6 separate regions of the Mus musculus genome follow, and all the other regions are linked to region 1. Evidence: chromatin contacts called from public HiChIP or PLAC-seq and promoter capture Hi-C data. All regions are on one chromosome and are shown on one strand. The core of a region is the stretch at or near the end of the contact, and the rest is flanking DNA. Distances in the headings are between cores, read along the strand shown.

What was found. Promoter capture Hi-C pulls out the DNA fragments that hold promoters and counts their contacts. HiChIP or PLAC-seq counts read pairs in DNA pulled down with a chosen protein or histone mark.
Region 2: a promoter capture Hi-C map of liver shows a contact between it and region 1, with 4 times the contacts expected there. The contact joins the promoter of Akap10 here to the promoter of Gid4 in region 1. A contact is called at or near these places in 2 of 39 promoter capture datasets (liver and pre-B cells).
Region 3: a contact with region 1 is called in a promoter capture Hi-C map of pre-B cells, with 5 times the contacts expected there. The contact joins the promoter of H3f4 here to the promoter of Gid4 in region 1. A contact is called at or near these places in 6 of 39 promoter capture datasets (the C10 cell line, hippocampal neurons, liver and 2 more) and 2 of 9 other capture datasets (adipose tissue and liver).
Region 4: a promoter capture Hi-C map of liver shows a contact between it and region 1, with 4 times the contacts expected there. The contact joins the promoter of Ulk2 here to the promoter of Gid4 in region 1. A contact is called at or near these places in 3 of 39 promoter capture datasets (hippocampal neurons, liver and pre-B cells).
Region 5: a contact with region 1 is called in an H3K27ac HiChIP or PLAC-seq map of thymic regulatory T cells, with 7 times the contacts expected there. The contact joins the promoter of 2310033P09Rik here to the promoter of Gid4 in region 1. A contact is called at or near these places in 2 of 39 promoter capture datasets (hematopoietic stem and progenitor cells and liver), 1 of 484 Hi-C or Micro-C datasets (B cells), 2 of 115 datasets of contacts at active chromatin or transcription factors (large pre-B cells and thymic regulatory T cells) and 1 of 9 other capture datasets (liver).
Region 6: a contact with region 1 is called in a promoter capture Hi-C map of liver, with 3 times the contacts expected there. The contact joins the promoter of Wnt9a here to the promoter of Gid4 in region 1. A contact is called at or near these places in 2 of 39 promoter capture datasets (liver and pre-B cells).

What each region holds. Positions count from the first base shown.
Region 1 is chr11:60,415,060-60,419,168 of GRCm38.p6, reverse strand. It overlaps Gid4 (GID complex subunit 4, VID24 homolog), which reads right to left and starts at 2,024. Exons shown (of 6, transcript NM_025757.4): 1 at 1,325-2,024. The coding sequence starts at 1,513. Atpaf2 (ATP synthase mitochondrial F1 complex assembly factor 2) reads left to right here and starts at 2,135. Exons shown (of 8, transcript NM_145427.3): 1 at 2,135-2,418. The coding sequence starts at 2,259.
Region 2 is chr11:61,927,837-61,931,945 of GRCm38.p6, reverse strand. Akap10 (A kinase (PRKA) anchor protein 10) reads left to right here and starts at 1,689. Exons shown (of 15, transcript NM_019921.3): 1 at 1,689-1,957. The coding sequence starts at 1,870.
Region 3 is chr11:58,959,964-58,964,072 of GRCm38.p6, reverse strand. H3f4 (H3.4 histone) reads right to left here and starts at 2,362. Exons shown (of 1, transcript NM_001318003.2): 1 at 1,800-2,362. The coding sequence starts at 2,261. The coding sequence ends at 1,851. It overlaps Trim17 (tripartite motif-containing 17), which reads right to left and starts at 292. Exons shown (of 7, transcript NM_031172.3): 1 at 204-292.
Region 4 is chr11:61,852,740-61,856,848 of GRCm38.p6, reverse strand. Ulk2 (unc-51 like kinase 2) reads left to right here and starts at 1,757. Exons shown (of 27, transcript NM_013881.4): 1 at 1,757-2,362; 2 at 3,491-3,583. The coding sequence starts at 2,273.
Region 5 is chr11:59,206,298-59,210,406 of GRCm38.p6, reverse strand. It overlaps 2310033P09Rik (RIKEN cDNA 2310033P09 gene), which reads right to left and starts at 2,046. Exons shown (of 7, transcript NM_024210.2): 1 at 1,734-2,046; 2 at 1,542-1,587; 3 at 1,356-1,438; 4 at 1,207-1,279; 5 at 1,014-1,099; 6 at 303-434; 7 at 1-180. The coding sequence starts at 1,978. The coding sequence ends at 63.
Region 6 is chr11:59,305,238-59,309,346 of GRCm38.p6, reverse strand. It overlaps Wnt9a (wingless-type MMTV integration site family, member 9A), which reads right to left and starts at 2,417. Exons shown (of 4, transcript NM_139298.2): 1 at 2,280-2,417. The coding sequence starts at 2,374.

The sequences.
Region 1 (4,109 bases), core at 775-3,274:
TGCTGTACATGTTCAATATACATCTCCCCGGGCCCTGGGGCAGTATGCACCTCTAAACCTCTGGCTTTCAAGGAACAAGACTTGGGGAACTACCTAGGAGGTGGCATTAGGAGAAAGCACACAAGGTGGGACAGGGAATTGGTCTTCTGGCAGACAGTTTAATACCTAGAAAGAAGAGTATTGTGGAGAGGGGAGATAGATAAAAGAGAAATATCTACTCCCACCAATCTCCTTCAGTTGGGAAAAGCTTCAAGGGGGAGAGAAAGAGGTGGAGTTCTGGAAAAGAAAGGCCCAGAGAAGATGAAGCTGAAGTTTCAAAGTTGTTCAGGGACTGGCAGCCACCAGCCAGTACTCAGATATCCAGGTCAAATAGGGGGAGGTAAGTGGACACAAAACAAAACTGTGTTAGATTTCCCAGTACTTAGGCATCTGAGGCTCGGAGGAAACTCTGGAGCTATGCAGATAACAATCAGCAACACTACAGCCAGCAATAGCAACCAGCTAGATCAAGGTGCGAGGTCTGGGGAGAGGCCAGGGGGACTGCCAGGGATGGGAAGGAGCCACAGCAGGGTAGGGTAAGAAGCCTGGGACAGGAAGCAAAGTGTAGCAGCGGATGCCTATGAACTGACTGACGCCGGGTTTTGGTACTGGAAGGCCCCACGAGACAAGGTCTTAACACTAAGTGGTGCAACTGGAGATATTTGGGTGTGAGGCTCCCTGGTCTTTGGGGAGCCTCAACCTCTGTGGGTTGTCTCAGCCAATGGAGGGAGGTTGGCCACCTCTCCCCCGTCAGCAGTGGGCTGACTGAGTTCTCCTAAGGAGCAATGTCCCTGGCACTCAGGATGGAGTTGGGGTCAGAGGAAAAGCTTCATTCCGGGAGAATGTGACACTGGCCGCTATCGAGAGGTACTGAGTTTGGGGCAGCCAATGGAGAGTTTTTCAGGATCCGACAGGGACTGGTGGGAGGGCTGGCTGGTGTAGGGAGGACAGGACTTGGGAAGAACCGACTCAGGCTAAAGGACGGCTAGTCATGGGGGAGCTTCCGGATGCCCAAGCCGGCGAGTCAAAGGCTCTAAGTGTGGGACAGTCTTCGGGGTCTGTCGGAGACTGGCCACTACAGGCTCTGAGTCTAGGGGTGGGCTAGGGGTAGGGTTCGAGAGTGTGACATCAGCTGGGCAGGTCCCGGTGGGAGGCGCCGGGTGCAGGAGGCCCCGGCAGTGAGAGGGCCTGGTCCGCGGCTGAGGGCTCGAGGAGCCCAGGGCAGGCCCGGCCCGTGAGCGCCGCGAGGAGGCCCTCGGGCCCGGCCTTGCCGCCTGGCGCTCACCTGCAGCACCACCTCTACGTCGTACGAGTTCCCCTTGCTCTTCTGGTGGCCACGGAACTTGGAGCCGCTGTAGAGCAAGCTGGTGGCCACGCCGGGCTGCTGGGTGTTGATGGGCGGCGGCGGGATGAGTGAGGCCGCGGATGTGGTTGAGGCACCCGCCGGCGGGGGACACTCGGTGCGGACCGGCATCGCGGGGTCCCCCGGAGCCAGGGCTGGGGGAGGGGGAAGGAACCGCCGCCGCCGCGCGGGAGCCGAAGCTGCGGGGAGGGCGGACCCGGGCGCGCACGCGCGGGGGAGGGGCCGGGGAACCACCCGCCCGCTGAGGCCAGACCAAGCGCTCGTGTTGCCACCTGGACCCGGAGACCTGCAAGCAGGGCCTCCCAGACCTGAGCTGGGTCTCCCTTCCCACTTGCCCTCGCGGGTACACACACACACACACACACACACACACACACACACACACGCACGCACGCACACACACACACACGCGCATACACACTCACTCACTCATACACACGCGCTCACACACACACGCGCGCGCTCACACACACACAAACACACACACACTCTGCAGCTTCCAATTGGCGCGGGCGCGCTGGAGAGGCGGGAGCAAGCTCACGCGGCGCTTCCGCCCATTGGCGGACAGAGAAAGCACGTGGCGCAGAGCGCGAACGGCCCTCTGGGACTTGTAGTTTTCTTCCCGTGGCGCGGCATGGAGGGGGCGTGGCGAGCACGTTTATGATGCTGATTGACGGGGGCGGGAGTGGCGCGCAGCGGGGCGCACGGCTGCGACGGCGCGCCGTAGGTGTCATGAGGAAGATGGCGGCGTGCTGAGGAGGCTGAGGGCTATGAACCCTTGGTGAGAGGTTTCCGTACAGAACCAGCGAGGGGTGTGGGGTTCTCTTCGCTCTTTTCCTGTACTCTGTTTCCACGCATGTGTCCACCCAGGTCCTTGGGCAGGATGTGGCGAATCTACCCCCGGCTGAGGGACCGGTGGCGCGGTCTCTTGGACCGGCGTCTCAGTGACCCCACCGTCTCAGTATGGCCGGGGCCAGCTCCGCAGCCTCCGGCCCGGGCCTATGTCCCGCCAACAGGTGAGGCCCGGACATAATGTGACTTTTTGGTCAGGAGCCAAGTCGGGCTCACCTGGAGGAAGGTTTCTGACGTGCAATGCGGGGTGACAGGCAGGGTTCAGGCCTATGCGAATATTTAGAGCAACAGAGTTCTGTTTCAATTTGAAAAATGACATCCAAACAAGTGCGAGGGTGACTTTAGGGGACACAGCGTGCCCAGGACACGAGATATTTGGCTCTTGAGGCTTTTCTCAATTTCCTTTATTTTTTCTTTTCTTTTTATTTTTTCGGGGATAGGATTTTTCTGTGTAACCCTGGCTGCTCTGGAACTCACTCTATAGACCAGGCTGGCCTCGTACTCAGAGATCCTCCTGTCTCTAGTTCCTGAGTGCTACCACCACTACCACCACCACCACCACCTCCCAGCTTCAGGGTTTTTTTGTTTGCTTGTTTGTTTGTTTGTTTGTTTTTCCTTTTAAAGGGGAGCAGGTGTCTTAGTTGGATTCAGAAAGGAAAATTTGGGCTTTCAATCAGGACATCCAAGGTCACAGAGCAGACTGGTTGAGGCTATGGAAGGCAAAGACTGACCTGACTGTGTTGTGTCCTCATGACTGTGTTGTGTCCTCAGGACCCAGCAGAAGACTTGGCACAGAGGCAGGCCTTAAGTCTTCCACCACACACAGCACACTTCCTTAGGGGTTTGCGGGCCCTCTGTCCTAGTGCAGTGCCACAGCCTCTGCATTCTCTGCAGCTTTCTCTAAGTGGGAGTTTATGCCAGGCTTCTTTGACCTACTAAGGACTGTAATAAGACTGAAAGAAGGTTATTTCATTGCTTCTGAAAGAGAGATTGCTACAAGTGAGGTTCACTTCAGTGAATGAAAAGTAGTGATGACCTCTCTAAATTCAGTTAGTTGTTTTGTGTTGAGGGCATGTGGTCTCACCTGAATGATTCTCAACATCAGATGCAGGATTCATTATGCTTACGAAACAATAGTTTGCAATATATTGTGATATGGGAACTATGAAGGACTTAAGAAATCACAAGGATGAGCGTGTACAGGGTGATTGAAAGGGCATTTAAACTGGGGCTTGAGAGATGAGTAAGAGTTTGATGGGGGAGAAAGGGGGTGTAACATGTCCAGAGGTGATGACTGGGTGTTAGAGGTCTTGCTGCAACACTGCCCTCATTAGGCAACAATTCCATAGGCAGTTTGGCAATTGGCATAAGAGTACAAACCTGGGGTCTGTTGTTGGCAAAATCTCTGAGGTACTGTGGTCTTGGGCATGTATGATGTTGCTTTCTTTGGTGATCTGAAGCATGAGATTGCCTTTAAGAATTCTTTAGGCTGTAAATCCCATAATTTCTTGTTTCATTTAGTGTGTATATATCTGTGTGTGCACTTGGCATGCACATGGAGGTCAGAGGACAACCAGCAGGACTTGGTTGTGGCTTTGAGGGACTGAACTGAGGATGTTGGGTTTAGTGGTCAGCGTCTATACGTGGTGAGCCGTTCAATGGTCTATAGCCCATGATTTTATATAACTGGGGAAGGGAGTGGATGCACCAGGGAGCTGATTTTTGCTTATCAGGACACAAACGAAGGCCTAAAAGTGGGGCAGAAAAAGCCAGTAAAGACAAAGGAAGAAGCTAAGAGTAGCGTCACACACATGTATCAGCTGCTTGGGAGCCTGAGATAGGATCACTTGAGGTC
Region 2 (4,109 bases), core at 440-2,939, 1.5 Mb before region 1:
CCAGCTAGGGGGCCTATTGCTTTCTTCTTATCTGTAAATGGACTGTAACAATCTATTTCTCACAGAGAATAAAAGCAACTCCAGAATCTCTGGTAGGGGGGGCTCAAAGAATAAACCTCATTGGAAATTGAGTTGAAAAACACTTCCTCAACACTGATTTATGTTTATTTAGCCTGAGAGAATGAGTAAGGATTCTAGAAATCCTAATGGAGCCAGAGCCCTCCCCTCAACCCCATTGACTTTTTGCTCATTTAAGGGATTTTTCTCACTCATTCGTCTGGTGTTCCTCCTGCCCTGATCAGCTAACCAATAGTTAACAAATACAAAACAGTCTCTGCCAAGACTGGAACTCCAGAAGGGAAAGGCAAAGGAATAATGTAAGACACACCACCCATTCTGCCTAAGAACAGAGTAGATACTCTAACTGTGGATCCTTTGCAAGTGTTGTCTGTGCTCCTAATTGCTAAGCCATCGTTCAACGCCTTGTTTTGTTTTTATCTGTTTGAGACACAGTCTCACCTTGGCCTAAAATTCCCTAAGTAAATCAAGCTGACCTGGGACTCAGTGATCCACTGGCTTCTTTCTGCCTTCCAAGTGTGTTAAAGGCTTTCACCACCAGAGCACCTCCCCTGGCTTGCCTTAATATTCTTAGGCAAGGAAAGGTTTTCAAGGGTGGGCAGTGGGTGGGAATAGGGGAGGGGTATGCCCAGAGTGTAATATTCATTTCCAAATCATCTCAGACCTCCACACCATTACCTCACATGGGGCAACCACAGCCCTGCTCTCCTTTTCAGTTCCTGCCCAGCGTGACCTTGAAAGCTGGCCTAGTTTCCTCCATACCAAGAGCAAGTTTAAAGACTGTTACTAACCTGGAGGGTTTAGTATGGTATCTGTGCACGATGTTATAAATAAGTTTAGCTATGATGGTTTTTCATCATTTAGCAAACAGGCTTGGAAACAAAACTAGCAAACTTATTAACCTGCTCTAATAATATGGTTAAGACTCCAGGCTTTACTTAGTTCCTGTTTTAACACACCGAATAATCAGGCAAGTTGCCGCTTCTGCACTTGTTTTTCCTTCTGTCTCAGGTAGACTTTGCTGATCCAACATAAAAATCAGCAACTGTGTGCATCACGAGTTCCTGGTTCGCTTTTGACAGTAGTTGTAGCTATAGTGGCCATCCATCCAGGGCGCTAAAGGTGGGTAAGCTTTAAGAAAGCCAGAAGATTTATAGGAAGGTGGCTTTCGAATAAGAACGGAAGAAATAGCCCTCTGTTGAGGCTCAGGTTGCTGGCTCTTTCTGTTTTGAGCATCTGTAGGGATTTCATCTGAAAATGAGCCTACCACTCTTTTTCTCCTTCCTTCCTGAGGTCACTTTGAGGGAGGGAGCTTCGGGAGCTACATAAGAGCAGCTCCTCGTCCTGCAGGCTCGCCTGCATCCCCCGGGGACCTGGCAGGGTAAAGCTGCCAAGCAGCCTGCGGCATTTAGCAAGATTCCGCGAAAAGGCTGCGCAGCAGTGCTGGCGGGGGCTTCCCGAAGAGGAGGAGGTTCAGCAAAGAGACGCTGTCATCCGAAGCCTCCAGGGGGAAGGGCTCGCGGACTCGAGGACGCCAGGTCACGTGGGCTGAGCGGGCGCGCGCCCCGGCCCCGCGGGAGGAGGTGCGCAGGAGGAGGCGGGGCCGGGGCCTCCCGTGAAGCCCCGCGCGCGGACGGACCGGAACTCTAAGCGGGTGGCTTGTTGATAACATGGCGGCAGCAGCTGCCGGGGCATCCCGAGGTGGCGGCAGCGCCCACACCCGGAAGAAGGGGCTGTTTTCGGACTAGTGCAGCGGCTCCTGCGGCCCCGGAAGTCCCGGCCAGCTGCTGAATGAGGGGAGCCGGGCCCTCCCCGCGACACTCCCCCCGCGCCCTCCGCCCCGACCCGGGCCCCGCCATGTCCTTCTTCCGGCGGAAAGGTAGCCGAGGGGTCGCCGGCGGGGGGTGAGCCGGGTCTCGGGCAGCGGTGGGGCAGCAAACCTGCAAGGGTTTTGTCAGGGCGGCCGCGAGGCTCTCGATGAGCCGCTCGGCCTCGGCGCCGACACCCGCGGTGCAGTGTGCTGCCCGGGACTCCGCAGGGAAGAAGGTGGCCTCCTCAAGCGAGGTCGAGGGGCATTGTCGCTTTGGGCCAAAAGTGTCTGCTTAAACCCATAGAAATTAACACCTGTTGGCTAAAGAAAAGGTTTTCCTGGTGTGTTTGGTTTCTGGAGGTTTGTATGTGTGTGTGATCCACGCGCGCACTGTGGATGAAGATCAAGGAAATCCCTTTACTTATAGGAAGTCTTGACTTTTCCGAATATTGGGGGGGGGGGGTTATACCTAAAACCACGTGCAACTGTTATTTCTTCAACTAGCGCTATTTTCTAGTTTCCTCTTTTGGGGGCGGGGGTGGAGAGCGGAAGGGGGCCCACTGTTATTCCTAAAATAAAATTTCTTACTACTGAAGTTCCGTATTCAGAAGACTACTGCTTTTGATGATTGAGCAACTTTACTAATTATTGAGACCGTTGCTGCTACTATAAACGAACTACTTAGATTTCGGATGTCCAGTTGTAAAAGCTTACTTAGTTTTTAAAGTAGAGGCAAGGTGATTTTGATCCTGGAAAGGGTTATGGTATTTCATTAAATATACATACACAAATTGATCAATCAAATCTCTTTAGGTGGAGGTGGTTGTATCTCTTCATTCTTACTGAGAAGATGTATCAGACAGACTTTTTTTTTTTTAAACATAACACCAAATCAGACTTGTATTCACGTGATAGCTTTTTCATAAACTCTGTAACCCGAAACAGCCGGTTAACCCACTTTTTTTCCAGCTGAGAATCAGATGATTCCTAAAGGCCTCATAGGACTGAGGCTGTCTGTTGATGCTAGGTGAGGGAATGAATGAAACTGGTAAATAATAGGAAGCTTTATCAGTAAAGTGTCTTAATATCTCTGGAGTTGTTAATGTACCTAGGTTGACAGTGTTGTGGTGCTTGTTTTTTAAGGGGGGGAATGCATTCTAAGTATGGGACTAATTCAAGTTGAACAACAGACTTCTGTCTGTTCATTTAACACACACTGTCGAGTGTCCAGTCTGCCAGACACTGTCTTAGGGTGTCATGAAATAGTTATATGGACGTAGTCTCTGTACCTATGAAACTCATTGATGCTGAAGGCAGGCAATAAATAAGGCCAAAAAAAAAAGTGTGTATATACTTACAAATTGAATGATGTGTAATGAAAGACTAATTTATGAAGAAAAACCTATTTTGGTTGGATGTTAGAAGAATTCAGTATGTAACCTTGAAACGTAAAACTAGAGGATCAGTAGTAGAATGTAACTTTAGAGAGGTCAGGAAAGACACTGGAGGTACCAGGAATAAAGAGCTGGTGCCCTTTAGGAAAGGCAAGGTGGCCACTGTGGCTGAGGCATAGAGAAGCAGATAGGCAGACACCACATTATCGAGAGTTTTATTCCAAATGCAGAGAGAATATATTGTAAAGCTTTTGAAGAGAGGTGACCTTACAATAAAGGGTGATCTGATTATTTGCTTAGAAAGTTTATTCTAGAGCCAGATGCTCAGCAGATAAAGACCCTTGCTGTGCAGCCTAACCATCAGAGTTAGAGCCCCAGGACCCACAATGGTGGAGGGAAAGAGTAACTCCCATTAAGTTGTCCTCTGACCTCCACACATGTGCTGTGTGGTACATCCACTCCCACAAAATAAATAAATGTACTTAAGGAGTAAAAAGATTATTCCAGATGATTTCTGGAGATTGAATGTGGCAAGAGAGCTAGAAACAACCTTTTTGAGGGGTTGGGAGTCAAGACAGTCTGGCTTTGTAGTCCTGGCCTTAGCATTTCCTGTTGAGATGGGGACCTTGTGGACATTCTTCTTCCTCTAATTTAGTATTTGGATTATAGGCATGTATCACCACACCCAACCTCTGAAAACAGCCTCATAAAGATCCTTCAATTTAATTTTCTTTCTTGTTAGAGGTTTATCATATTTCATTAAAAATGGTAAATCTAAAATCAGGAAAAGAGGGCTGGAGGTGGCTCAGCCCTTCAGAACTTATGTT
Region 3 (4,109 bases), core at 1,113-3,612, 1.5 Mb after region 1:
TGGCTTCCCTAGAGCAGAGACAGACATCAGGGTTCTTGGGTCATCTAAGGTCAATGAGGGCTCATCCAGGAGACCCACGTAATCAGAGTGGTCCACGGTTTGAAGCTTATGGTTTGACTTTGGTGGGGACAGGAGAAGGAACCCCCTAGTCTCGACCCAGACAGTGAGTGAGCGAGCGAATTCTCTGGACGGTGGTTACTCACAAGGAAGGAGCCTTGCACTGCGCCAGGTGCCAGGGGCAAGTGCGCCGCATGGGGGAAAGGCTGGGTTTGTGCTACAGCACTAGGGAAGACCAGGAGCTGGGGCAGAGGGCCATTGTGGCGTCAACTCACGCAGGCAGGTTGCTTGGCAGAGATGCCGCGGGGGCGGGGCTGAGGCTGCTACACCGAAGGGAGGAGGCGGGGGCTTCGTTGCTTAGGGTGGAGCCAGGGAGAAGGGGGCGGTGACAGAAATATGGCTTCGCTAGACCATATTTGTGGGACCAATAAATAGATCAATAGGGCAAAGAGATTAGGTGGAGACTCAGGTGGGGAATGCAGGGAAAATGTGGTCGGGTTTGCATGGATTGAGGCTAGGAAAATGAAAAGGGGGCAATTTAGAAATTAGCAACTCAAAGTTGGGAGGTGGTGATCCCTGCCTTTAATTTCAGCACTCGGGAGGCGGAGGCAGAGGCAGGCTCATCTCTGAATTTGAGGCCAGAGGGAGTTCCAGGACAGCCAAGGCTACACAAACAGTCTTTAGACTCACCCACCCCCCCATCCTGCCCCCCTCTACCTCCCCTCTGCCTCCTTGCCCTCCCCTGCTCCCCCATCCCTGGGCTTGGAGACATAATGGGCTTCAAAACTCTTCAGTTGCATACTTATATTATATGCACACCCTAGGAGTAATTTATGTATTTAACATTGGCATTAATGAGTGATTCCACTACAAAGGAGAGGTAAAGTTTTCTGTGTTAACCTCACAGGCTTATTCAGGCTATTCCCCTCAGCCCTCCACTAATGCAGTTCAGTTAACCATCTCGGGTTCCTCCCAGTTTGATTTCTGATCAAGCCGGTTAGTCTCCATGCCGGTCATCTCTGAACACCACCCTTTTTGTATGGCTCAGAAGTCATACAGTACTGGACAGTATGAAAAACCAAGGCTCAGAGAATTAAACTCCAGCGCAAAACATCCTTTTGATAAGAGAGGTTCCTATTGCTTACAACTCAGGTTGAGTCAAGACAACAGCTAGACTTTCGTACCCTACAGGAATCGTTTAAGACAGGATTCTCTGGATGTGTCCCCTGGAAATATGTAAGTTAACACTTTCCTGACTCTTTTGCTGCCGCCGTTAACAGATGGGCAAAATTAACTTTAATCAAAGGCAGTTCACTGGGCTTTCCATCAGGAGAAAGGCCAACTTTTCAAGTACAGGAATAGCTAGCCTTTTTAATACCAGGCATTATGAGCCTTAAAACACAAAACATAAGTAACTTGGTTACTGAGCAGATGCGTTTGGATACTATCAACTATGCAAACATAGCACGTTTACTGCCGGTAGGAGCTACCTTCACTTGGTAAAACCAGTCAGCAACACAACCATCATCTTGTAGTACAAGGGCTCAGGCCACTATACCTATCAAGGGAAGGCAGGTTAGAATAGGACGGAGCTGCAAGTCAAATAGCTCAATGGGCAAGGATTAGCTGCTAAGCCCTCTAGACTGATCTGGGGAGACACTTCGATTGCCGGCCACCTTGTCTTCACCTCCTGAGGAGACAGGACACCTAAGTCTACGTTACAGACACTTTTTCTGACTCTGTGGGTGGCTCTGAAAAGAGCCGTTGGGTTCATGAGCGGTGCCTGTGGGAGCCTAAGCCCGTTCTCCGCGGATGCGCCGAGCCAACTGGATGTCTTTGGGCATGATGGTCACCCGCTTGGCGTGGATAGCGCACAGGTTCGTGTCTTCGAACAGCCCCACGAGGTACGACTCGCAGGCCTCCTGCAGCGCCATCACCGCGGAGCTCTGGAAGCGCAGGTCGGTCTTGAAGTCCTGGGCGATCTCACGCACCAAGCGCTGGAATGGCAACTTGCGAATCAGCAGCTCGGTGGACTTCTGGTAGCGCCGGATCTCGCGCAGCGCCACCGTGCCAGGGTGGTAGCGGTGCGGCTTCTTCACGCCCCCGGTGGCCGGGGCGCTCTTGCGGGCCACCTTCGTGGCTAGCTGCTTGCGCGGAGCCTTGCCTCCCGTCGACTTCCGTGCCGTCTGCTTGGTGCGTGCCATCTTCCTGAATCGTCCGCCTCCCTTGCTCCTCAGGTGCACAATGTGGGGGGCGAGTAGCACTGCTTTTATAGACCCAGCTACATTCCTATTGGCTGCCCACCAGGTGGCATTATGGGATGCTGCACTCTGATTGGTCCATTGGGGGATTGACTTTACACCCTGCCTCTTATATTCTCTCTGAGTGGTGTGGACTCTGGAACTGTTAGTTGCGGCTCGGTAGGAGGGCAGCGGGGTCTGTGGAAAAAACTCAAGTCGCTTTCTTGGAGCTTTTATTGTTGTTGTTAAATAAAAAAACAAAACAATCTTGCCTCGACTCCCAAGACACAAAGAACCTTCTAGAACCTTTCTGCATGCTTCCTTTATATAACAACGAGGCATAGTTTTCCTGAGTTCTGGAATACTAAAAAAACATCCACCTGGTCTGAGGACGCCCCTGGGGGCGAGGGCTGGAGGTAGCTCAGCAGTTAAGCTTAATTCCAGGACTCGGGAGGCAAAGGATGGTGGATATCTGTGTGTTTGAGGTTAGCCAGGGCTACATAGTATTAACACTATTTTTTAAAAATAGGGAGGGGTAGAGATGGAAAAAAATAAAGAGAAAAACGAAAAGAAATTGTGTCGTTTGCTGGAACAATGGAAAGAACTCAAGATCACAGTGTTAAGTAAGCTGGATCCAGGCAGGAAGAAAAGCATGGCATGGGTTCTCTAGCATGTGGAAGCTAGATTAAAAAAAAAAAAAAAAAAAAAGCATAAAAATGGGGTCGGGGTGGTATTTATAGAGAGAAAGGGACCAGAGGGAAGAGGAAAAAAAGGGGAGAGCTGGTGTGTGTGTGTGTGTGTGTGTGTGTGTGTGTGTGTGTGTGTGTGTGAAGTTATCAAAATGAAACCCATTACTAAGCACAGTTAACGTACGTTAATTAAAAAAAAAAAAAAACTAGAAGATATGACTCAAAGAACAGTAGTCCATGCTTATAACTTCAGTACTCGGTAGCTGAATCAGAAGGATAATAATTTTGAGGCTTAGAGTACACTGAAATGACGCTTTATCAAACAAAATAAAACATCTTTAGATCTGAAAGAAAATTAGGAAAAAAAAAAAAAAAAGGATTTCTGAAGCAAAGGCTTTCAAGGATAACATGGGCTGTATTCAAGGATTCCCCCAAAGGTCACAATCAGGGTATCAAACAATAGTAATAATGATTATTTAGATCACGTCAGAGGATGAGAAATGTCGTCCACATAATTTCAAAAAACGTGAGTCCAGAAAAGGATAGAAATCAAACTGTGGTGCATCTTTACGGATTTGGTTAAAAAATAGAACTCACTGACAATCATGGTGTTTTGCTTCCAAACGTGTATGTGTAGTTTAAACTGACGCCGGTGAACGCCAAAGCGGGGAATCCCGAGCCCGTGCCTGCGGTGTGCGGTCGCGGGTAGGCGCTACGCCAACCGGAGGACGTGGGTCGTCCATTGGTGGTGCCCAGGAACCGGGACGTCCCGGCCCGCGCCACTCTCTAGTGCCAGCTTATGGATACAGTGACAGGGAAAATAGCTTCACGTTCAGAAAGAACCGAAACTCTTGCCTCTGGGAATGTACGACCCTGTGAGACATCGGCGACACACACAGGGCTTGAAATTCTGAGGGAGCCAGGGAGGAAGGAGCTGTCCATCTTGCACCTCACACAGCCAATTGGATCAGTCAGAGCTTTTGGACTGACCAATCAGAAAACGCCCCCGAGCATGCCCATGCTCCGGAGCCGGAGAGGGCAAAGCGCGTCGCTTCTCCAGCACCCAAGGCCGAGGTGCCCATCAGAGGACGCGGGAAACCTTCTCTACACCCCGGTGCTCACG
Region 4 (4,109 bases), core at 508-3,007, 1.4 Mb before region 1:
ACTTCTGTGGACTAGAACTAAAAAAAGAAAAAAAGGGGGGGGGCTGGAAAGATGGCTCAGCAGTTAAGAGCACTCACTGACTGTTCTTCCAGAGGTCCTGAGTTCAAATCCCAGCAAACACATGGTGGTTTACAACCATCCATAATGAGATCTGACACCCTCTTCTGGTGGGTCTGAAGACAGTTACAGTGTACTTAGATATAATAATAAATACATCTTTTAAAAACTTTTTGTTTTCTAGTGTTTGGTGTTTGTTTGTTTGTTTGTTTGTTTGGTATTTCAAGACAAGATTTTTCTGTGCTTAAGAAAACAATTTTTACTTTACTGCTATGGTTTGGATGGTTTGAATGTGTTCCTCAAAGTTTCCTGTGGTGGATGCTTGGTCCTCCGTGTGGCAAGAAGTAAGTTGAATTGAGAGACTGTGATACGGGTTCTTTCAAAAGTGAGTTGTTATACAGTCGTAACACTGGTCCCTTCTCAGTCTCTGGTTTCTTTGCCCTGTGATCTCTTTCTGTCCCATAGTCCCTTGTGAAGCCTTTTTTCATGAGCTCCTTGTCAGAGCTGGTGCTTTGCTGTTTGGGGTGTCAGCCTCCAAAACTGTGAGCTGCATAAATCTCATTTCTTTATAAGGTGCCAAGCCTGGGGCATTTTGTTCTAGCAATGGAAAATGGACTTACTGAGTCTGTGGTATTCTTTTTTTAGGAAAAGAAAATGGACTAGAGACATTGCTTTCAGATTCCTGACCTGTCTCAAAGCTGAAGGTTTTTAGGGCTTCTACCTGTTTGTCAAGATGAGTTCCAGAGGGCTGGCTGGAGATACGGCTCAGTGGTTAAGAGCACTGGCTAGTCTTCCAGAGGACTCAGGTTTGATTCCTAGTACCTACATTGTGGCTCATAGCTATCTGTAATTGCAGTTTCAGATCGACACCCTGGTCTGGCCTCTGCAGGCACTAGGTGCACTCGTGGTGCACATATATGCAGGCAAAACACCCATACACATAAAAGTAAAATCAGAGGGGGGAGGGGAGGAGGAGGAAGAAGAGAGGAGAGAGAGACAGAGACAGAGAGGGAGAGGTGAGAGAAGTGAGAGAGGTGAGAGGAGTTGTTTCAGGGGCAGGCGATGAAATTGACAGCAACATCCCCAAACCTGAACACACACTTAGGTATGGGGTCACACATATTGTTTACCATGGCTTTGTAATGCTTTCTTGAGCAAAAGTTGACTATCATTTTTCACCTAAACAATCCGAGGAAAAAAAAAAGCCCGAGGCAAACTGGTAGTTGACTGGTGTGATGAAGCGCCTCCTTAGAAAGGAGGTTCTGAGCCTCCCTCAGAAGTCTAGAGACCCCCAGAAGGCGCAGGTTCCAGTCAGACCCTATCCCTTAGGTGGGTTGTCTAGCAGTTTGCGGTCTGGATTTGAAAGGCAGCTCCCGGAGTTTTTGTCTCCAGTGTCTGCACCGCCTCAGCGACTCCCGGGGCCGGAGTTCAAGATCCGCCTCTTAGAGGGTGGCTTCAGGTCAGGGCGTGGCGGGCTCTAGCTAGCCGCGGGCGCCGAGCCGAGCGGAGCCGAGCCCGCCGCCCGTTCCTAAGCAGCCGCGGCCTCCTCCCCACACCCCTGCTCGCCAACTCGCTCCAGTGACTGCAGACTCGCCCCGGTGCCTGGCGCCGCGTCCCGGGGTGCGCACTCCTTTTCTCGGCGGAGGGAGCAGGACTGGGGCGCATCGTCCTACAAGACGCGCTGACGTCGCACAGGGCCGGTAGTCGGCGCGGAGCGGCCGGCGCGCGCGCGTGCGTTGGGCGCTCCCGCGAAGCAGGCAGAAGCCGCCACCGCGGCTGTGCGGGTTCCAGGGCGGCGGCCGCTACACAGCAGCGCCGCGGGCGCAACAAGCGGAGGCAGCCGCACCTGCGGGGATGGCGCGGCCCCGGCCCTGCACCGCTGTCAGGCGCGCGGGTAGCTCCGGGTACGCCCAGTGACGGCGGCGGTGCCCTCGGCCGGGCAGTGCCCAGGCCGCTTGGCTAGAGCCCCGCGGCCGACGGCGGCCCGGGCCATGAGAAGCGACCGGGCCCAGGCCTCGCTGACCCCGGCTCCGCGCGGCGGCCCGTCCCGTTTCCGCTCCGGCCTCTCGGCATGAGTGTCCATCCGGGCCCGGGGCCGTGGCTGCCCCTGTCCCGCCGCCCGCGGGCGTGCTTGGGGCCCTCGGGCCCGCGGTGCTGATCCCGGTTCTCCGCCACGCCTGCCCACCCTAGCGCTCTATGTCCCGGGGGCGCGGCCATGGAGGTGGTGGGCGACTTCGAGTACTGCAAGCGGGACCTCGTGGGACACGGGGCCTTCGCTGTGGTCTTCCGGGGGCGGCACCGCCAGGTGAGCGCCGCCGGCCCGTTGTCTGGTGCGAAACTGGGGAGCCAGCGCCCCGGTCCTGGCCGCTGGGCAGGGCTCCCCGGGCCTGCCTGCCTTTGTGCTTGCTGTCACTGTCGCAGGGTTTGTTTTGGAGGCCAGAGCCGCTAGGCTGAGCTCCACCTACCGACGGGCGCAGAGCCACTGATGTTCTTCCCTGACAGTGTGCTGGGTAACCGAGGTGCGCCCGGGGACTTGCTGCTCAGAGAAGCCACTGGTCCCGAAGCGACTAGGACTCCAGTGTTTGCACAGTGTAATGTGCTTGTCCATACTATGGGTCGGTGGACCTTTGTCCCTTCTCCCTGCCCCGGGCTTTCCGGAGCTTGTCACCTTTACCGTGGATAATTGCACACCCAGCGGAAAACGGGCGCGTTTCCCGTTAGTCTGAAGCTTTCTCAGACTATCACGTTCCTCTGTGTCTGGGGGAGCTTTGTAGTATCCCTCCCCTTTTTGAGTTAGAGGAAATAAGTGACAAAGGTAGTTGGACCCTAACCTAATAATACAACGTAGATGCAAGTTCAAACCTCAGTTGTTTGGGTTTTTTTTTTTGTTGTTTCTTTGTTTTTTCCAAGCCACTGTTTCGCAAATAGGTCACACGAGGTTATAGAATCTAAAGAATTTGAGAAGGCACATTGAGACTGGAAGTAATTAAAAAAAAAAAAAAAAGCTTTGGTTATTCTGTTTGTTTCAAGAGTGCCTATTAAAAAGGTACTGTCGTCTATGTCTTATTCATTATGAAATAACTTAAAAGTCAAGGAAAAAAAATAAGAGCAGTGTAATCCAGCCAGGATAACTTCATTAAACTCTATCACTTCCCAAGTTTATTTATCCATAACTCCTATGTGACTGTAAACTTTTTTCAACTGATCCTATATGGTCTTTGTATTTACAACTTTTAATGACTAGTGCTGTAGGACATTGCTATGTATTGTGTTGTTTATGAAATCAGTTTTTTAGTTTGAGATTTGAGGTCTTTGCCATGTTTCCCCACTACCACATATACATTGAGTGGCTAAAAATAAATTTACAGCTTTTATTATTGAGTTGTTTCTATGTTATAATTTTCAGGCATAACACTGTTTTTTTCCTTTTTAGAAAACTGATTGGGAGGTGGCTATTAAAAGTATTAATAAAAAGAACTTGTCAAAATCACAAATTCTGCTTGGAAAGGAAATAAAAATCTTAAAGGTATGCTATTTTAGAATACCTATCACAGTCTGAGTTAAAAGTTACCCTGAGTTAAAAGAGCATGTTATAACATCCTTTGAAGTTTGGTAGTTGGATTAAAGTTTGATAATTTTTAGTTGCTGTTCATTTTGCATGTGTTTTGTTTTTGTTGCTGTTTTGAGTTACAGAGTATTCTGAAGCTATTTTCAAAGATTTGTTTGTTTACTTTGAGATAGGGTCTTGTCTTGCTATGTGACCTTGGTTGACTTGAAACTCACTGTGTAGTTCAGGCTGGCCCCAAATTCAGAGATTTGCCAGCCTCTGCCTCTGGAGTGCTAGAAAAGCACAGATAGCCTTGGCTGTCCTGGAACTCACTCAAAGATCTGCCTACCTTTGTCTCCGGAGTCCTGGAATCAAAGGTGTGTACCACCACCACTGCCAAGCTGGAAAAATTTATTTTTATGCATGTGTGGAAATATGCACACGAGTACAGTGCCCAATGAAGGCATTTGCAACCCCTGGAGATGGGTATAGGTGCTCGAAACCT
Region 5 (4,109 bases), core at 797-3,296, 1.2 Mb after region 1:
TAGGGAGTGGGCTGGTAGCTACTTGGCATCCAGGGCTCTGGTGTCCTTTGGTGTAGCCATTCTCAGTCATCAGAGCTTCTGTCTTGTCGTCTGCGGGATGGATTCCTTCCACTGTCCTGGCTATGTTCCCGCTTCCTCTTAGAGCAGGGAGAGAAGTCAGAATGTCTCTGGTGTCTGGGCCTACAAAGACAAGGACAACCAGACACTTAAAGGGTCCCTCACCCTGCCAAGCACCACACCAGGCCTGGCTAGCTTTGCCTCCCATTTCCTTAGTGTCCCAGGTAGAGTTGGGCCTAGCCTACCGGGGAGGAGAGGGAGATGAGGAGCAGCTGTCAGCCTCCCTCTTATGTTCTTTGTCTTTCTTCTTTTTGTGTTTCTTGTGTTTCTTCTTCTTTTTCTTCTTTTCTTTCTTGCTTTTCTTATGGCTCTCTGCACTGCAAGAAACAATACAAAGGATCCGAGCTTGAAGGACTCGTGTCTACTCGACTGTGGGGTAGTCTCACCCAGCAGGGAAAGGCAGACTAGAACAGGATCCATTGTGCACTGATAATATCTACATGTCGGGAGTTCATATTTATAAATGAGCTTATTAGGCTCCATGGCCACAAAGATGAGTGCTGGAATGCTGCCAACCTGGTGAGCCTCCTCTCTCCTTGGAGACAAGTTCTCATTATGCAGCCTTGTCTAGCTTGGAACTCACTATTTTACCTAGGTACAAAGTTGAGATGACACAAAAGTAGAAGTAACCAGACACACGTACCAGCTTGTGAGAACTCTGAGAGATCAGCCTGCTGTCTACCAAATGCTGGGATTAAAGAAAGTTGTGTGCCGCCCACCCCACAAGCACCTCCCACCAAACTGGCCAGTATCATGGTCCTGAGCGTCACCCTGCTGGGTCACCTATGGCAGCTACTGAGACTCCAGCCCAGAGATGGAGGTCCGCCTACTTCAGTCAAACTAAGAGAGCTAAGGCAGTCTGCCCCTTTATGCACAGGGAGGCAGACTCAACTTACTCCGGTTCGACCTTGTCCTCAGCGCGAGGCTTCTTCCTGGGAGCAGTTGGGGCAGTGCTTGGGCCTTCGCTGTCCACACGGTGGTGCTGTATGACATGAGTAGCCGTGGTGAGGAACACCCAGGGAATCCTGCCCCACATCTCAGACACCTCTAAACCCCAGGATCCTGTGCATTGGGCTTGACAGGGTTTACCGTGAACACTGACAGCCCAAGTTTGGCAGCCTCTTTGTCTTCTCGGGATAGCGCCACACGGCCCGCGGAGCCACTGCAGGGGACAGAGCATTTGAGGACAGTTCTCAATCACCGCCCAGGCCTACCCTGGACTCCCCAACTAGCCTAACCTGGCGCTGCCCAAGCCCAGGAGCCGGTCCACGCCCTTCTCCTCGGGGTCTCCTCCTTCCCGTTTGCAGATCTCCACGAAGTCCTGCGAAAGCAGGGTAAGATAGGAGGTTCTAGGCCGAGACAGACGGACCCCCCCACCCCCCCCCAACCACCCCGCGGACCTCGAACCCATATCTCAGACTCACCTCCTTGCTCAGGCCGGTGGGCTGTTTCCTCACGTTCTTGTAACCACTGCGAGCAAAGGTCAGGAATGCTCATCAAGGGTCTGGCCCCTCGGTCCCCTTCTTTCCTGTGCCCCGCCCACATCCAGCCCCGCCCCAGGGCCACCCAGATCCCGCCCTCGGGGCTTGCGGTCGCCCCGCAGACCAGGCACTTACAGTGCGGCCAGCAGCGCCTCACGCTCCGCCTCGCGCACGGCTGCCAGCTCTTCCTCACGGCTCGGGCCGGTACACGGCGCGCGGTCCTTCGCGTACCAGGTGAGGTCGCGGCCCTTCTGCCAGCGGCCTACTGGCGCCATCAGCGAGTTGCCCAAGTAGTTCTCCCTCTGCTTGTCAGTCTTCACGTCCTCCCAATTGAACTGGTCTTGTCCGCCACGCACGCCACCGCGATTGGAGCCGAACATGGCGCTGGAGCCACTGCACAGCCTTCAGTACCCGCGGTCTCTAGTCGGACTTCCCGCAGCACTCCGGACGCACGCCGTGACGTCACTCTCGCGCCCCCGCGCGCGCCTGCGCTCTCGCTAACGTGCCCGTGCGCCTGCGCACTGCGTATCCGAGGGCCTTATCAATCAAGATCCTCTTTCTAAAGGGCGTTCAGGGCTTCTCTGGCGCATCCTTCATCCTAGTGCCACGTGCGCCTGCGCAATAGCTCCTCAAAAAGGCGGCTGTGCTATCCCACCTGATAACTCTCGTGTGAAGGAATCTCGGTGGAAGGGGACACTACAAAACCTTAGTGACACCAGGAGGGGCCGGCCCCTTGCTTTCTGGAAAGCCAAGAATGCTAACTCCAAAGGTCCCGGGTCACTGTTGAAACTAAGTTAAATAATGGCAAACCTTCACGGAACAGAGGGACAGATAAAGTCACCAAAGAAACATGGATTCACTCTTCCATGCTCTGGGTGACAGAATATGCGTATGTGACATGAAAGCCAAAGCATCCCTAAACCAGAGCGATCTGTGTTCTCTGCAGGTGAAGCTTTACTGGGCAATTTACTGAGGCTGCGCCTCAAAATGAACAGAAACTGAGCTACATCTTAATGACAGATCACTTGCTTAACATGATGGTCTTGGGTTTCATCCCTAGTCTGAAAAAATACCCATCCTGGAACTCTCTAGCATCCCAAATAGACCAAGACAGCCTCATTTTTATGTCTTCATCCTGAACACGTTGAGTACCTGCCACAGCTTGTGAGGCTCTTGGTATGAGCCCTGAGGTCATGGCCTGGCTTTAGAGGACACAGTTGGGACAGATTCCTCAGAACAAGATCATACTCGGGATGAATGGATGGTCCCAAGGGGAGCTGCACAATAAAGTGGAAACGTATCCTTTATTTGCCTGATGTAATTGTCATTTCTGAAGCTTACCGCCTCTGTCTGCTAACCCAGGCCTTGTCCTGGAAGCTTCTAGCCTCCATACAATCTTATCTTGGCCTAGAATGTTTTCAACCTCTGAGACCTATTGCTGAATAAGCTCACCCTTTAATGCTCTTCTGAACTCTATCTAGCTGGGTGGTCAACTCAGCTATTCTGGCTCAGACTCCTCCACACTGAATGATTCAAATTGGCTTCTTCCAGCTTCCCCCGAATTGCTCTGCTTGGCCTCATACGACCTTTGGTATTATGTTCTAATCTCTGGCTCATTTTCTGGCTCGTTCTGTCTTCACCTGGCTAGTTTGTTCTTTCTCTGCAACCTGTCTCTGTACAATGGTCCCAGTAAACTGCCCTCTCCTATTCTTTCCCCTAAGTCACTTCTTTCCTCTCTGTTCTCATGAGAGATAGGCATATCCTATTCTGTCAAATCTCCCTGAGTCACTGGAAATCACTTTCAAACATGGGTGCTTCTTTCTAACTAAGTTTACCTTCATTGGGATTAAAGGTGTGTACTAAGGCTGAGGCACACAATTAGAAATGTTTTTTTCCAGTAAACAACAAAATCTGCAACAATAAGGGAGCATCGGTCAGTCATGTGGGCCACAGCAAAAGAAGAGCATACTAGCCGTCTCCTAGGAAAGGTCTCCAGAAAGCCAGGGAGCAGCTTCTGGGCCTTCACCTTTAACCAGGCCAGGTATGCTTAGGACACGGAAGGTCGAGCTGCATGGTCAGATCACAGAATGCATACTAGGTGACGCTAAGGAGGAGGTGGACTATGGGTCTGGGAGGTCACGGGACAAATGTCTAGAACGGTTCTAAGGCCTGTGCATCCTTGTATAATCACCTATTCTAGTGACACCCAGAATGTCAAGTAATGGAGTAACACGATGAAGGGTTGGATAATCCCAGGCCTGCTTTTGAGGTTAGCTATTCTGTGTGCTCCTTCGTCTGGAGGAAGCCAGTGGGATTTTATACCAACATCAGGAGTACAAAGGTTCAGGCAGCTACTCATAGATTTGGTTTACATAGTCACTTATTCTGCAGAATGGAGTACACCAGGGGTTCAAGACACACTGCCTGGCCACACTCCTGGGTTCCCAAGGGCAGGGAAGTGTTTCTCCCCCGGTTGTCTTTTAGGAAAGGCCCTATTAAGGGTGGAGGTGA
Region 6 (4,109 bases), core at 1,168-3,667, 1.1 Mb after region 1:
TTGGGTTGCAGCTCTGGGAGGGGGTGGGGAGGGCTCCTGTAGCCACGTGACCCTCCCCGGGGCCAGCCTCTCCTCTCTGGGTTCCTGGGCTGTAACTGGAGCCGTGTTCCTGCCTGGGAGCCTCCGTGCCAGGCAGAGCTTTGGAGAGGGGGAAGGGAGAGGAGAGCCCCAGATTCCAGCTCCTTCTCCCGACTCCCTCTCCAGTTGGGCTGGGAAGGGACACTTGAGCACACCACATTTTCACAGGCGCACCCTCAGGCTCCCACTCCAGCTCCAGCCCTGCCAGGCCTTTCAGGGTTTCCAGACTCATCTCCTCCCTTGGCTGGGGAAGGGGTGGGACCGCTGGACACAGAATAGCCCAGGATACATCTTGTGCCCCTAACATATACATACATACATACATACATACTCCTCAGAAATCAATTCCAGAGAGACCCAGATCAACTAGCCTATCCTCCCAGGCCTCCTCTGACTCTTGGTTCAACAGGTACCCACTCTGCCCATCTTTGGGGTCTTTCCGCCAAGCCCAGACAGTGGATCTAATGGGCAGCTGCAGGAGAGGAGCGCTCAAAGGCATGGTCAGCTTTCCTTAATGGGTCCTCTGCAACAGAGAGCTAAGTAGAGGCTGACCCAAGCCATAGCAATACATCAGTATTGTCTTCGGTATCTGCTTGGGAGCCAGCTGACCTGTACTTAAACCCTGCCACGGAACCGGGAGTTCCAACACCCCTTCAGGCGCCAAGCTAGAGAATTTTCCCAAGATGCAAAGTATCAAGCCAGCTAAGCGAGGGTGAGAGAGAGGGATGGATGGGAGGCATTACAGCCACCAGGATTCTAACCCCATCACCTGTAGGTTCTGAATCCCAGGGCCACAAGGCCAGCAGCAGAGATCCCAGAAGGAGCAAAGTGGCCGCTCACGCAAGCCCAGGGCGTGTCAGATGCCTGACTGGGCCAGAAGAGAGGAAGGCACAGCTGGCTGATGGGCTGCTGTGACTCACCGCGGACCTGTGGCCAGACGGCCATCCTCAGCCCTCCCTCTTGCCCGCGGGTGAGGCTTAGGGCTGCACAGATGGCGTGCAGGGGCGTGCCAGGCCAAGGCCCAGGGGTCGGACCAGGGGAGCCAGGGTGGGGAGACCCTGGGAACCGAGACATGGAACTGACCCTGGAAGACAACCCAGAAGAAATGGACAGACGGAGGAGAAAGGAGGAGAAAGAAAAACACAAAGGGAAAATTTCCCATGAAAATATTTTATTTTCTTTGAGAACAGGATACACCTGCAGGGTTCCTCAGCCCAGCCGCCTCTCCCTGCCCTGGCGGGTGCCAGATTCCTAGACCAACGGGGCCCTCTGCCGGCCACACCGCTGCGAGCGGCCACTGAAGCCAGGGGCGAGGGAACAGGTGACCGGCGAAGGGCGGCGGCCCAAGACGCAGTCCAGATCACCCAGGACCAGGGTTGCGACCCGAGGGGCTAACCCAGGTCTCCCAGAGGGGGAAAGAAGGGTGATAAGCAGGGAGGGCAGAGAAAGCTGGGGCGCTGCCATGCGTGGTGCCACCCAGGACCTTGGAGAACTCAAAGTGCAGTGGGTGTCCCTCTAAAGATCGCTGGGTTCAGGCATCCCAAACCTGGGAAAGCGAGTAGAGAGGGAGGGACGAAAGGAACCAAAGGTGAAGAGACGCGCCCAAGAACGCGGCAAAACTGCTAACGCATAGACAGGCGAGTGCGGGCGGCGACCCCGCGGGACAGCGGCGGCGTTTACCCCCCGGGGTCAGGTCTCCCAGACGTGTTCCCGAGGGCCGAGGTCGGGGCCAGGCTCGGGCGAGCGCCAGAAAAAAGCGCAAGAAAAATAAATTTCTCCAGCTTGGAGGGTTTTTTTTCTCCCCTTTGGGGCTCAGTGCAAGGAACATCTGGATTTTGTACGTGTTTTTTTGTTGTTGTTAAATTAACTTTTCCAGGAGAGAAGGGGGGTAGTGGGCAGGGGCCAGGGAGGCTCCAGCCTTTTGGCAGGAACACCGCGGCCTAAGGCGGCGGCGGCGACTCGGGAGTCACCGTGGACCGCGGCCCCGCGCAAGCCCGTCGGGGACACCGGCCCCTCTACCTCTAGGGCGCACGGCGGGCAACGACCTGCGGACCGAGAGGCGCGCTCGCTGCCAACTAACGACTCCAAGCCACCCGTGTACCCCGCCGAGCACCTGGCGAGTGCTACCCCGGGCTCGATGCCCCCGTCCGGCCCCGCCGCCCTCGCCCGCCCTCGCGCGGCCGCCCGCCGCGGGCACCTACCCGAAGTAGGCGGCCGAAGGGCGCAGCGCGGCGAGCAGCAGCGTCAGCCCGAAGGCCGCGGCCAGCCAGCGCGCCAGAAGGGACCCATCCAGCATCTTGCCGCGCCGCGGCGGCAGACCATCGCGCTCCGGGCTCCGCGCAGGGCGCGCCGCGACCGCCGCCCTCTTATAGCGTCCGCAGCCGCGGCCGCGGGGCGGGGCGCCGGCCAGCTGGGCTCGGCCCGCCCGCGCCCCGGAGGAGGGGTCACGCCGGCGCCGGGGGCGGGCCGAAATCCGAGCTGCGCGCCCGCCGCCGCCGCCGCGGCCGCCGAGCTGCTCGGCTCGCGGGGCGGGCCTGGGGCGCGCTGTGGGGAGGGCTGGGCACGTGGCGCGGTGGGAACCCCGGTCGAGTAACGGAGCCAGAAGGAGCGATGGGGCGGGACTGAGAGACAGAGCAGGGTTAGACCCCGGGGCTAGGTGTCTGCAGCCAGGACACAAGTGCGAGCTCCGGGGTGTCTCCTGACAGTTAGGGACCGGGTGTTGGCCGCCGGGAAAGACATCCAAGAGCCGAGAAACTTGGACGACTGTGCTTGAGGGGATAGTGACTGGGTGGCTTGGGAGCGACGTTAGCCACTGGATTACAGAGCGGGAGCGTGGGGGGACGCGAATCCACTCGCGGGCCAATGTTGCCAAGAGGGAGCCACTGCTGAAAGTTGGGGTGCTGTAGCTGGAGGAATGGAAAGGCGACCTCTCCAAGGGAGACCAAAAAGGCATTTCTGCAGAGCCGGTGCTGTGGCCGACTTGGACCTGAGGATGGGACAATATGGTCCTCAGGGACTTCTGGACTACTAGCTGCAGATATCACTGACACTCAGGGACCTCATACCCCAAACAGGGTGGAAGATGAAGGGGACCGCTGGCCAGGATGGTGACTGGTCTGTGTGAAAGCCCAGAGCTGTGACTCATCTTCGTGGACTGAATTGTCTATAAGTCAAACCTTAACTAACACGCAGAGAAACACAATTGCCCAGGGCACCCAATAGACTGCTTAAGAGTCCCCTGACATTGGGGGAGGGGCGGCTTATTCAGGGACCATTCAAAGTGCTGGAGAATAGGACCGAGTGATTGGATCCTGACACATGCCCACCGCGTGTCAACCTTCCGTGCTGGAGACGCACTTTCTGTGCAAGACAGTGACACACACACACACACACACACCAGAGCCAAGCTAACAAAACCCAGGGACCTCCAACACTAGCGTGCCTCCCTGACCTGGGCTTACAGGGGCAAGCTCCACACCCTGGAAGGCAAACCTCCTTACCAGCCACCGCCTTCTCAACTTAGAGGGGCTGATTCTGGATGGGAGACCTCCAAGTCTGAGGGTTTTGAGCTCCTCTGGGAGGCTGAGTTGTCTAGCCGTGCACAGCAACTGCTCAGCCACCTGTCACGGCTCCAAAGGAAAGCAGAGGAGGAAATGAGTGAAAAAAAAAAAATCACATCAGCCTCCGCACTGGTCAGAGCCAAGCAGGTTACTCCTGTGGGTGTGGACCACCCAAGTGAATATACCCTGTCCTGACTGAAAAGCTTCCATATGTGGTGGGTGTGTGGCTGAGTGAGGGGTCGGGAGAGCCCATCACTTCCTCTCCGAGCCTTGGTTTCCCCATCAGAGGCCCATTTAACTACACGGTCAGGGGGACTCGTATCGCTCCCCATTGCTGGGAACCCACCTACACCCCACATCGCCATCCAATGGTGCTTCTGCATCAAAATGAACCCAGAAGGCAGCTCCAGCCATGGCAGCATGGGGGTGGTGTGTGTGTTGGGGGGGTGGGGAGCAGCATCAGGGAGACTT